2 separate regions of the Triticum aestivum genome follow, and region 2 is linked to region 1. The links are chromatin contacts, called in public Hi-C maps. All regions are on one chromosome and are shown on one strand. Each heading gives the region's core, a stretch centred on a gene start, on an enhancer-like site or on the middle of the called end of the contact. The rest is flanking DNA. Distances are from core to core; before and after follow the strand shown. Region 1 holds the start of LOC123105636 (protein trichome birefringence-like 33). Region 2 holds the start of LOC100037593 (multiple inositol polyphosphate phosphatase 1).

Region 1 (3,105 bases), core at 216-2,715:
GATTGCCGCCCACCGACACGCTACGACGCTCCGCCGTTACGGTCAGAGACGGAAAAGTCTCGGGTTAGTTAGTTAGTTAAGGAGTCCCCGCTAAAATAACTGCAACGGCATCTGGTTGCGCCGTCCAGTCCAGACCCCGGACTCGGCACGTTTCTAGAGTCGCCGGCGAATGGACCTGTGTCGTGTCGCGTCGCTCGCCGCGCCCCCACCACCGCCACCACCACCTCGGAGTGGCCTACCTCCCCAACCCCGACGATGGGGTGGTTCGCCTACCTCGGAGCCTCGTAGCGCCTGAACCCGCCCGGACGCAAGTAAGCAAAGGCCAAGCGCGTCCGGCCAAACCCTACCGGCCGGATTAGCCTCAAAATCTCGCTGTTCTTCACCGTTGCTAACCCAATAACCGTAAAATCCCAACCTCCCGGTGGACTACGATCGATTCGTTCCATCCGCCGAGTCGGCGTCAAGGCTTGGATCCATTCTTCTCTTTTTACGCTCGACGATTTGTTATTTTGTAAGTATTGTTTTCTCTGTCATGGGGCACAAACATCGATCCAAACCCACTATCGCCGTCGAGAGGAGGAACATGTGATTTTTCTTTGTCCATGGATGGATGATAATGTAATGTAATGCGATTTACTCACGCACCTTGGGAGCGAGCAGCCGCGGGGCTGCCACCGCCAGTGGCGGTAGGCGGTGTCGGGGCGGCCGTGCGCCTTGCAGGTCAGCTGCGGCTGGATGTAGGGGCACTCCTCCTCCTGGTACAGCGGCCGCGCCACCTCGTCGTACACCCACTCGCCGCGGGCCACGTCGCACCCGGCCGCAGCACGCCCGACCGCGAACGGCAGCGACACCGCCGCCGCCGAGCGGGAGCCCGAGACCTTCTTCTCTGCCACCACCGGCCCAGCCTTGCCGCCGCCCATGGGGACGTGGGGACGGGGCCTGGGGCGGTGGCGGGGCGGCGGGTGGTGGAGGAAGGGCTGGTGGAGCGTGGAGGAGAAGTCCTTGAAGTAGAGCACGGAGACGAAGGTGATGAAGGCGAGCGTGAGCGCATAGGAGGTCAGGAACGGGGTGCGCCGCCCGTGCCCGCCGCCGGCCGCGCCGTGCTGCGGCTTCATCATCCTCCTAGCCCTCGTCTCGTCTCGCCCCCGGCTCGGCTCAGCTCGGTCGATCTTGCTGCTTGCTTGCTAGCTAGATTGCCGCCGCCAGCATCGCGAGATGCAATGGAGATTCGTCGGCGGGGCAGGGCGGGGCGGGGCGATCCGATCTGGCGTGCGCGGCGCTGCTTGGGGAGGAATCTGTGGGGCGGTTGGGATCTGGGGGTGGGGGAGGGTAAAGCGCCGGTGTTCTTGGCTTTGGCTTGGCTTTGTTGAGGGGAGGAGGAGATCGGAGAGGCAGGTCGCTCGCTTTCGGGGTTGGGGCCCTGGCAACTTTGGTGAGAAGTGGAGTAGGATTGAATGCCGGGGGTATAGCTGGGGGTGTGGTGCGTGTCCGAATGGTGGTTTGTGGTTTGTGGGTGGGCTCACACTTGGGGTGTTTGCTCGAGTAAACATGGGCCGATTATTACAGCAATTAGTAGTACTAGTAGTGTGTTGCTCTCGTGATTACTCGGTGTACTTACTGCACTGCATGTTCATTTAATATACTGCATGTCTGCATTACTACTACTCCCTCCTGTATTTACTTCGCATATTAGAATTGGTCAAAGTCAAGCTTTGTAAACTTTACAAAGTTTGACTTCAGTCAACTTTAATATGTGGAGTAAATAACAACGGGGGAGTATTTGTCTTTCTAGAGAGTTCAACAAATGACTACATACGAAGCAAAATGAGTGAATCTACACTTTAAAATATGTCTACATACATCCGTACGTTGTAACCATTTAAAATGTCTAGAAAGACGAATATTTGGAAACGGAGGGAGTACTACTCGAGGTGCATGCCAAAAGGAAATTCCAATTTGGTCAGTTACCTTGGTTAAAAAGCTGTACTCTTTCCGTTTCTAAATATAAGTCTTTGTAGGAATTTTACTAGGTGGACTAGATATGAAGCAAAATGAATGAATTTAAATTTAAAATGATTCTATATACATCCGAATGCGGTTTATAGTAAAATTTCTATAAAGACTTACGTTTAGGAACGAACGAAGGGAATAGTAAAAATTTGAGCTTCCCTTTCCTTGTGTTCTTCGATCGACCAGCTGCGAACGGCAGCACCAGTTACATTCGAACCGGGAAGACCGGGGGGAGGGGCCATGTGTCCCCCAGGGCGCCAGATCCGGCTTCCACGTGGCCCCACTAACCCCCTGTTCAGGTTCGCCTCATCTCGTCGACGCACGCAGCACTAGTTGTTGTTGAGCTCCGTTGCCGGCACCGGACCATACGCCGGGTAGGGTAGGTGCGTCGTCCATTGCAGATTTGCAGTTATTGATGACACTGTGGCAACCTCAGATCGGTCGACGCTTGAACAAGATGGCCGGCAGGTGATCAATGAAGCATAGTACGTACTACTGTACTGGAGTACTAATGAACTCGGACCATCTGATGAAATGAAATGCGTGTCCCAAACCTAAATCGGCCGCCGATCTTTTCCTTCCATCGCGGGGCGTAATCTCGCCTGAATCACGCGCCGCGGCCAGTTTCTTGTACTGCTACTATCTTTTCTTGCTCACACGCATCGCTCTCGTCCTTGTTACTCCGCCAGTCATGGCATGCACAAACTTGATCACTACCGCCTCCTAATCTACTTAGTGCATTTGGATGGACGTCTGTATACCAATACTGCCGTGTGGTGGATTGCAGCCCGACCGGCATGTTTTTGGCGGAAAGCGGTGCCCCAGCGACCCGAGGTCGGCAGACGTCCTTCTGGCCTTCGCGACGGGACACCACGTACCGCCGGCCAAACATTCAAAGCTACGCAGAATTTGGAGGGGGGAGCCACCGGCGTGTGCAGTCGCGAGCGCGCGCGACCCGGCAGGGCTGGCTGCTAAACTGTCACGACAATGCCCCTTCACACACGCACAAAAACTCAAAAAAGTCATTGGTTTGGAGGGCTTCTTTTTCCGAGGCACAGCAAAAGCTTTGCCACGTTTTCATTATTTAGAGAGCAC
Region 2 (3,105 bases), core at 384-2,883, 130 kb after region 1:
AAATACACCACAATGCAGGTTGAAGCTATATTCCTCTTTGATGACATCCAGACGTCCCTAACATGTGGAAAAAGCAGCAAAAGGTGCTCAAGAGATTCATATCGAGCACAAAAACAACATAGTTCAAAATTGGGTACCTGACGACGTTTAAGTTGATCCCCGGCTGGTAAGCAATCCTTTGAAAAAAACCATAAGACCACCTTTATCTTGCCATGTGCTTTGATAGACCACAACATCTTCCATCCCTTTTTTTGGGAAGAAATATTGGAGATCAAACCTTGACCATTCTTAATATGAGACTCTAGAAAGTGTGCAGACCGAGCCATATTGTAGGCTGATCGCATAGTATATTTCCCAAACCTTGTGAAAGGCCATCAAACAAAATCCTCGAAATTCCTATTAATAGGGATCCGAAGAATCTCAAAGGAGACATCGTTCAGAAAGAAGGCACGTACCTTCTGTTCATTCCAAGACCCGCTGTCCTCATCCATTAGGTAGTGAACTTTAGCCATGGCAGGAATAGGAGAGGGTTGGATTGATTTGTTATGTGTGTAGTTGGCTAGTTTTTTAGATGGAGTTTTTGAGTTGGGTTTTGGACTCCCTTCCTACTTTGTGCTAGGATGAACTCTCCTGTAATTGCCTTTGCTATCTTTTATAAAGGAAAGGTACGCATTTTGTGTACTCCAAACAAAAAAACTCTTTTTATTTAGTTGGCCCCCCGCTAATTCTCTGAAATTAAACCTTTTCCCCTTGGATTCCTAAAAAGATCTTGTATCAATTGACATGATTGAAGTATTTTTTTATTGAGTTAGAGATATCGTAGTTTCACATGAGGTCTTGTAGATGTGTTTCATTTTGTGATTGAAGGATTGTCGTCGTACAATGACTGACACTACAAGGTTCCGTAAGGCACGTGCATTTATTAGCACATGAATTTGTTCGAATGAACACCAAAAAGTACGAAGACAAGAATCTAGCCTTGATTGTTGCCTTTAAAGCAACTTTATAGAGTTGATTTATGCCCCATGATAACAACAAGAAAACTAGAGGATCACAATAACACGTGATTCAGTTACAATAGTTCTTCTCCCTTTGGACGATGTGACTAGACCGCCGATTGCTTCTAGAGAAATAAGATTGGACAAAGTGCAACCTTTGTCAGCTTTTGGAGGAAGCGGGAGACTTCTGTTCATATACTCTTGGGAGATATGGAACAAATAAAATGATACAAATTTAGGAATCATTCTTCAATGCCACCAATATTTATAGCCAAGAATAGAAAAGAAGGCAATGGAGAGTAGACTTTTTGTTTAATATATTTCCTTTCCTTTTGGGGAATGCATGCACATATTTAAGATCCTTTTTTTAGATGTAAGATCCCTTTTTTATTTAGTAAAGTGTGGCAAAGTTTTCACCCTTGTTAAAGGCAGCCTACAAACCAACAAAGAAAGGAAATGGAAAGAAAACCAGGAGCCCATGATCACACGTGATTCGGAAGCACGCAGAACGTGGCGCCGCGCCGAGACGCATCCGGATTTTAAAAGCCACCACACGCAATCCCGGCCGTCCAGCGCGACGCCGACCGTTCAGATGGCCTTGGGGACGTGTCCCGTGCGCCCCCCTACCCCGCCACGTGCATAGCCGGCCGGCTCGGCTCGGCGCGGTCGCCGTCCAAAAAAACTCGGACCAGCCCTCCTCCCACCGAATCGGAAAGACAGAGAAGCAAATCGCGACTCGCCATGGCTCCTCCGGCCACGCCTCTCCCCTTCCTCCTCCTCGCCACGCTCCTCGCGGCCGCCCCCCTCTTGCCGCCGGCGGCCGCCGAGCCCGAGGCCTTCGACGTCCGCCGCCACCTCTCCACTGTCACCAGGTACCCCTCCCCCTCAGCCCCCTCCCTCTCTGTCGTCTCTCCAAGCGCCGCCTGATCCCCGGCTAGTTCGCCGGTGGATTCGCGGTGGAGCGGGGTTCGAGCTAGCCTCGGATGCGAGCGAGGTGGTTGCCCAGGCCGTGGTGTTGGGGACGGAGACGGGGGCTTGCGGAGATGGTAGGGTTTAACTTTAACCCCCTTTGGTGGTGATTTTCGCAGGTACGATGTGTCCAGGGCGTCCAACAGCGTGGTCTCCGCGCCCTCTATCTCGGATGAGTGCCGCGTGATCCACCTCAATCTCGTCGTGAGTTTCATTTCCCCTGCATTCCACACATTTCTGTGCCAACATTTCGCCACCCAGTTCCAGTGTGAACTCGGTCTCCAGTACTGCTTGGAAGGGATTGAAACCAAGTACTTAGCAGTCGTGTCGGTGATATGCCATATGGTGTTAGTCTGTTTTCCTGAGTTATTTAAGCATTGCCATAGTTCAGGAATTAATAGATGTTGATGACTGACCTGAAATGGAACAATATTCTGCGGAGTCTGCTTGTTATTTCCCCACTGTGTACTACTTGTGTAGGATAAAATTGGCTGAATTCATTCGATACTTTTATTTACCAGGCAAGACATGGGACCCGTGCTCCTACCAAGAAGAGAATCAAGGAGTTGGATAGGCTGGCTGTGCGGTTGGGGACTTTAGTAGATGAGGCAAAACAAGGATCTGACACTGCTTCTCTGAAGAAAATTCCATCATGGATGAAGGGGTGGGAGTCACGTTGGAAGGGTAGGGTCAAAGGGGGCGAACTGGTTAGCGAAGGTGAGGAAGAGCTGTTCAATTTTGCTAACCGAGTGAAGGAGAGGTTTCAGGACCTGTTTGATGAGGAATATCATCCAGACGTGTACTCAATAAGAGCAACCCAGGTAAGCTCGACAGGTTCTTGCCATACTTAACACGTTCATATCAACAAATTTTAGGATTCTTGGTTTACCGAGTCTCATGTGTTAGTCATTATCAGATGAAACAGGAATAAATATATAGCATTTGGCAGAAACTCAGTTTACCGAGTCTCAATGTGTTGCAAACCAAGTACTACTTCTGTAAACTAGTGATCTAAAACGTCTTATATTAGTTTGGACATTGTTGCTGTTGCTGTTGATGATTTCCAGTTGAGTTATAATGTTATTGAGTTTGACTGTCGCTTAGTGTGGCTAACTATTGCTGTATGTTTGAGATGCAG

The links. A called contact is a pair of places that touch in the nucleus more often than the background predicts.
Region 2: a contact with region 1 is called in a Hi-C map of leaf, with 2.4 times the contacts expected there. The contact joins the promoter of LOC100037593 here to the promoter of LOC123105636 in region 1. A contact is called at or near these places in 2 of 5 Hi-C or Micro-C datasets (both in leaf).

Annotation. Positions count from the first base shown.
Region 1 is chr5A:651,331,487-651,334,591 of IWGSC CS RefSeq v2.1, forward strand. It overlaps LOC123105636 (protein trichome birefringence-like 33), which reads right to left and starts at 1,466. Exons shown (of 5, transcript XM_044527734.1): 1 at 646-1,466. The coding sequence starts at 1,118.
Region 2 is chr5A:651,464,108-651,467,212 of IWGSC CS RefSeq v2.1, forward strand. It overlaps LOC100037593 (multiple inositol polyphosphate phosphatase 1), which reads left to right and starts at 1,634. Exons shown (of 11, transcript XM_044527736.1): 1 at 1,634-1,870; 2 at 2,087-2,171; 3 at 2,489-2,788. The coding sequence starts at 1,740.